Linked DNA regions of Mus musculus: region 2 is linked to region 1. A link is a contact called in public promoter capture Hi-C data. All regions are on one chromosome and are shown on one strand. The core of a region is the stretch at or near the end of the contact, and the rest is flanking DNA. Distances in the headings are between cores, read along the strand shown. Region 1 holds the start of Folh1 (folate hydrolase 1). Region 2 holds the start of Tyr (tyrosinase).

Evidence for each region. Promoter capture Hi-C pulls out the DNA fragments that hold promoters and counts their contacts.
Region 2: a contact with region 1 is called in a promoter capture Hi-C map of liver, with 2.6 times the contacts expected there. The contact joins the promoter of Tyr here to the promoter of Folh1 in region 1. A contact is called at or near these places in 3 of 39 promoter capture datasets (the 3T3-L1 cell line, hippocampal neurons and liver).

The regions. Positions count from the first base shown.
Region 1 is chr7:86,774,086-86,777,385 of GRCm38.p6, reverse strand. It overlaps Folh1 (folate hydrolase 1), which reads left to right and starts at 1,522. Exons shown (of 19, transcript NM_016770.3): 1 at 1,522-1,747. The coding sequence starts at 1,627.
Region 2 is chr7:87,491,751-87,495,050 of GRCm38.p6, reverse strand. It overlaps Tyr (tyrosinase), which reads left to right and starts at 1,539. Exons shown (of 5, transcript NM_011661.5): 1 at 1,539-2,519. The coding sequence starts at 1,701.

The DNA.
Region 1 (3,300 bases), core at 273-2,772:
AGAGGTTTGCAGCTATTTGTTACTGAGTTTCAAGGACCCAGACTAAGGCTTACACACTTATTATCTGGAATCACAGAAACAAACCAATTGATTTTTTATTTTTTACAAAGATATTCTAACTTCCTGTATCCTGCTGACCTATACTTTAACTTTATCATCAATCATAATCCTCTCAGGTGAACTGCAGGAAATATGCTATTATGTAATTTAGTGTTTCTAGCAAAACTCTAAAGATTATAGCTTCAAAATCCACCTAAAATGGCATACATTGCATTGAAATAAGAAGTTATAACTTGATTCAAGAAGCCACACCCATGCTGAGGTACATGTTACCTTGTTTTAGAAATTTTCCCTTCTTTTAAACCTGGTGCTTAAAACTCTAAATTAGAAAATTCCTTTAATAAATCTGAATCCTGCCTTTTATTAACATATGTTGTCGGTCTTTTCTGTGTGAAAGCCAGTTTTACCAGGATCTAGCTTCATAATTATTAAGGAACTCCTCAGGCTGCTATTGATAGCTGCATTGAGCTGTCTTTCCTTTCTGCTACAGATGTAAATCACTTCATTAATTTTATTGTTTTTGTTCTTGGTGTTTAGAGTCTGGGCCAGATATTTCTAGAACCTGTCTCTTATCCAAAAAAATCAAAAGAAAATCTCAAAAAGATGTGCAGTTAAACTAACATATTTTCTTTATTCAGTATTTCTATCTGAATCTATTACTCCCGAACTAAGAAAAGAAAGATGGTATTTGTTGGCATCAGGATCTCCCAAACCTAGGACATCACATAGGGGACAGCTTGACCTGTGACCTTCAGACCGGTTGCCAAGGCAACAGGCACCATATTCCCAACATCCACTTGGCTCACCTCCCACCTTTACCTCTCCCTATAAATAAGGAGAACACCCCTCCATCTCTCTTTCCCCTCTTCTCTTTCTGCCGCCTCCTTCTCTCTAATTCCCCCAATAAAACCTCTTCCACGTGGAGCTCCCTTGGCCTAGTGTGCTGTTGAGACGCGACCCGCCATTCTAACACAGTATTCAGGTCACATTTTAATTTATCTACTAATGTACAAATAACTTGGGGAAGAGGCATGAATTTCAGATGTCAAAAAAAAATTAGTAGAGTTGGAATTCATCAGGAAGATTTTTCAACAGAGACTAAAGCACAGGATTAACAGACAGAGAACTATCAGGGAAAGGAGAGTGCTCACTCATGTGTGTAAGTATTGGCTCTTCAGGACTAAGTCTCTCACATTCCTCAAAGTTTATTGAAGTTAATACGGATCATTAAGCAAGTATAAGGACTCTGCAATACTTTTCTGAGTACAGGCTGTACTATTTGGCAAGTTATCATTGCTTTCTGATATTCTTGTTTATCTCTCTATTTAGCCCCTGTCAATAAAGTCTCAAAGAGAAACTGAAGCCTCACTCCAAAGAAGCCAGAGTAGGCAGTTTCCCTTAGCCTAACTACAATTGGCTCACAGTACGCCAGAATTTGGGGGCGGAGAAAGTCTTAGGAGAGACTTCTATTTCCCAGGGGAATAGCAGTGGGAGGAAATTTTAACCCGCAGAATCTCTGCAGTGGATGTAGAAGAGAACTGCTGAGGAAAACTAAAGTTGCCAGAGATGTGGAACGCACTGCAGGACAGAGACTCCGCGGAGGTCCTGGGACACCGCCAGCGCTGGCTCCGTGTTGGGACACTGGTGCTGGCTTTAACCGGAACCTTCCTCATTGGCTTCCTCTTTGGTATGGTGCATTTGCATGGCAAAGTGCATAATCTCCCTGTTCCTTCGCTTCTGCACTCTTGTAGCTGCTCTTCCCGCAGGAGAGGTTTCGGGTCTTCCCCGGGGTGCAGTGATTTGCATGGAGGAAGGAACCTTTAGTATCTGAGTTAAGCAGAGGTTTCCTGGGGTCTGAGCAGGATTGAATTAGGAATAAATTATCTGTATATAGAATTGCATAGATTAAAGTCAGATTACAAACAAAACAAAACAAAATAAACAAAAACCAGAAACAGTAACTAGAATTAGGTCTGACCCATTGGGACCCTGCAGGACACTACCCTTCTCAGTGCTGATTCCCAGTGGCTGCTGATCCAGATCTACCAGTAAGCTTGGTTTTAGTGGCTTTTGCCTTTGGGGGTGGGGTGGGGAGGCTGGGGAGACGTGGTGGGGGAAGGTTCACCTGTCTCCTACCTGTGTCAATTTCAAGGATACCATGGCATCCAGGACATCTCTGTGAAAGGATTCTCTTTCTGTTCACATTCTTCCTTGGACAAGCAGAGAGACATTCTGGGAAATGTGAATTACTGTCAGCACTGCCTGAACACATCCTTAACAGGAGCCTCCTGACCTTAGTTCAGATTTAGCCCAACTCTGTAAGAAACCATCTGCATCAGAAATCAGTAGCAGAGCATAGCTGATTTACAAATTCAGAGTTTGTATCACTAATTCTCGTTTACTGTGAAAAAAATTTACCCATTCTCTTTCAACCTTAATTTTCCCCATATTTATGATGAAACTTGAATGAGAAACGTACAGATAATAGGACACTATTTAGCAGGAGGAGCTTTACTAGAAAACTACTTGGGTCTTTGATGAGGGATCTGTTTCCTACTGGACTTTAGTACACAGGCCAGTCTAACTTGTCATCAAGTCATCCGTCTTTGCTCTGCATTTTGAATTACTTCTATGTCATTGGTAAAGACAGGCTCTGAACCAATTGTGTAGCCTTTGGCCAGAGACTTCAATCAAACTAAACACAAAGATATCAGTAATTACCTATGATTGCTGTGAGCCCCAATGAGATTGAATTAAATTGAGTTTCTGTTATCAGCTTGAAATGAGAATCAAGTTTTGGAACGGTTAGCATGGGATTCAAAAGCCTACATATCCTAAAAGCAAGTCATTTCTACTTTGTTACACCCACTATCCCTTGGTTTCACTGTTCAATAACCCAGTTTGTTAGTTTCTTAGTATTCTGTCTCTACCACAGGCCTCTATCTTTCTTACTTGTGAGTTATTTCAGGCCTAGGGTGTTCTTTCCTAATCTCACAGTGAACACTAGGGCCTTTAGTTAAGCCTTTTGCTCAGCCATATGTCTCAATGTGCATATTTGTGTGCATATATGTCTTCAAATATATTATCAATAGTGGTAAAGCACCATGAGGTTTGGTTCAGTAACTCTCTTTATTCTCAGGTAAGGTACTCTGTAAACTCTATAAGGATGTTCTCTCCCTCTCAGATTAAAATCAATTTATGAGGCCAGGGGTCAAGGCACAGGTTATAACCTGTCTGTGG
Region 2 (3,300 bases), core at 290-2,789, 720 kb before region 1:
AAGAGCAGGACTGGTGATAAGATTGTCATGTAAATAAGTTGGTGGAGACTGTAGATTACATTGCAGAGGAATAAAGAGAACTTTTAATTTAAGAGAATCAGTCCTATGAAGAAAACAAAGACAGCAAACTACACTTCAGTCATTCCTCTCATGAGGCTCTACAGATTTTGAAAATGAGCATGGGAAAGCCCTTAGAAAATGAGCATGGGAAAGCCCTTAGAAAGAGTGATGAGGATTTTCTGAGCAATTTTGCTAAGATGCCTGATAGTAGAACAAGGGAAAGAAAAAGTTGTTAATTAAGTTTAACAGGAGAAGCTGGATTCCACCTGCAACTAGGTGGGAAAGAGTTACAAAAGGCCCCATGTAGCTACAAGTAATACATAACAAAAAGTCCCCAGGGGAACGAGGTCCTGTGTTAATCTACTATGGGCTTTAAGAGAAGAAAAACAAAAAAGGACTAAGACTCCTGAAGGAAATCATGTGAGAGCTTCCTTATTCCAGCAAGAGACAAAATCTCCATGGAAACTTCTCTTTCCTGCACCCACACACTGTTCTTTCTACCTGCCAAGGCTGCCTTGAATCTCAAGAGAATCCTATGGAGCAGTCAACACATTTTAAATACTGAAACAAACCCTAGGGAAGAAAAGAAGCAGAGCAGGCTGACATTCCAGCATTATCAGGAAAGCAATGATTTTCCTAGATTTCCGCAGCCCCAGTGTTCAGATAAACGGTTTCCTCAAACCTTCACTTCCTTTCTCCTACAGTATAAATTAAAAGAACCACTCAGCTTTTAGTATGAAGCAGCATAGAGAAGGGAGTTCCAAAGAGACGTTTGTTTCTTGACCATTCTCATTATCCTTCTTTCATGGAGCAGTGCTATTCAAACCATCCAGTAAGTCCATTACTCACTTCCACATTTTATGAGCAAAATAATAAAAGAGAGATAGAGTAAGAATGAAGGAGAGAGAGAGAGAGAGAGAGAGAGAGAGAGAGAGAGAGAGAGAGAGAGAGAGGAAGAGAGAGAGAGAGAGAGAGAGAGAGAGAGAGAGAGAGAGAGAGAGAGAGAGAGAGAGAGAGGTGTTTTCTTAACTAGAAACTTTATGCATTGAAGCAGTTCACCAAAATAACAAAGTAACAAAGTAAGATATCTTTGGAATAATCAATTCAAGATAATCAAGGAAAAATGAGAGGCAACTATTTTAGACTGATTACTTTTATAAAATAAATAAGCTCAGCTTAGCCAGATATAAGCAATATTCTGAGTTCTGAAGAAAAATTTTTGACAAAATGAGTTCTATAAATGTTATTGTCTACTTATGATCTCTAAATACAACAGGCTTGTATTCAGAATCTAGATGTTTCATGACCTTTATTCATAAGAGATGATGTATTCTTGATACTACTTCTCATTTGCAAATTCCAATTATTATTAATTTCATATCAATTAGAATAATATATCTTCCTTCAATTTAGTTACCTCACTATGGGCTATGTACAAACTCCAAGAAAAAGTTAGTCATGTGCTTTGCAGAAGATAAAAGCTTAGTGTAAAACAGGCTGAGAGTATTTGATGTAAGAAGGGGAGTGGTTATATAGGTCTTAGCCAAAACATGTGATAGTCACTCCAGGGGTTGCTGGAAAAGAAGTCTGTGACACTCATTAACCTATTGGTGCAGATTTTGTATGATCTAAAGGAGAAAATGTTCTTGGCTGTTTTGTATTGCCTTCTGTGGAGTTTCCAGATCTCTGATGGCCATTTTCCTCGAGCCTGTGCCTCCTCTAAGAACTTGTTGGCAAAAGAATGCTGCCCACCATGGATGGGTGATGGGAGTCCCTGCGGCCAGCTTTCAGGCAGAGGTTCCTGCCAGGATATCCTTCTGTCCAGTGCACCATCTGGACCTCAGTTCCCCTTCAAAGGGGTGGATGACCGTGAGTCCTGGCCCTCTGTGTTTTATAATAGGACCTGCCAGTGCTCAGGCAACTTCATGGGTTTCAACTGCGGAAACTGTAAGTTTGGATTTGGGGGCCCAAATTGTACAGAGAAGCGAGTCTTGATTAGAAGAAACATTTTTGATTTGAGTGTCTCCGAAAAGAATAAGTTCTTTTCTTACCTCACTTTAGCAAAACATACTATCAGCTCAGTCTATGTCATCCCCACAGGCACCTATGGCCAAATGAACAATGGGTCAACACCCATGTTTAATGATATCAACATCTACGACCTCTTTGTATGGATGCATTACTATGTGTCAAGGGACACACTGCTTGGGGGCTCTGAAATATGGAGGGACATTGATTTTGCCCATGAAGCACCAGGGTTTCTGCCTTGGCACAGACTTTTCTTGTTATTGTGGGAACAAGAAATTCGAGAACTAACTGGGGATGAGAACTTCACTGTTCCATACTGGGATTGGAGAGATGCAGAAAACTGTGACATTTGCACAGATGAGTACTTGGGAGGTCGTCACCCTGAAAATCCTAACTTACTCAGCCCAGCATCCTTCTTCTCCTCCTGGCAGGTAAGATGCACTATATAGAGAGAGTTGCAAAGACTGGTACTTCAGCAGCCACATTTTCATGCTCTGTGAGCATCTCTGATAATATCTCAGGGCAGAAAATGTGCCTTACTAACAGATGTTAATGCTTCTTGATTTCTTTTTCTCTTTTGAGAACTCTTCAAAGTTGTTATTAAACAAATATCTATGTGCTTATTTGTCTTAATATCTAACAGCTTAGTTAGATTTCTAAGCTGCTATAAACAAGGACTGATTGGTTCACCACTGTATTGTTAGCACCTCCTATGGTATCTGGAATAAACAGTAACTCAGTTATTTAAGAATGGATGAGAAACCAGATTATCTTAGTTCATGTTTCTGAGTAATATTAAAATTAATATTAACAGTAAAATCCATAAGTATGCTACTTTAAAATATAAATCTCTGGCCAAAACCAAGACTTATTATTCAGGATCTTCAAGAGAAAGTGCTGAGATAATTCACTAAGTATCAGAGATGACCTTTATTACATGATTGCCTGATAGAAAAAATGATTACACACACACAAAAAAATCTTCAGTTGCTTAAATTTTAAACGTTGCTGACTCTCAAACAGTTAAGTAATAAAAGAGTTAAAGCCTGCTGTGTATTTAGAATATGTGAATACCTATTGAAAGAATTTATTGTACAATTAATATAAACAGACTTCTATTTTACAGTCATAAGATACTACTTAATTTGTTAAAAATTATTTTTTGATAGCATTGTTGGTAAATAGCAAAGGTGATATTTGCTAATGATTACA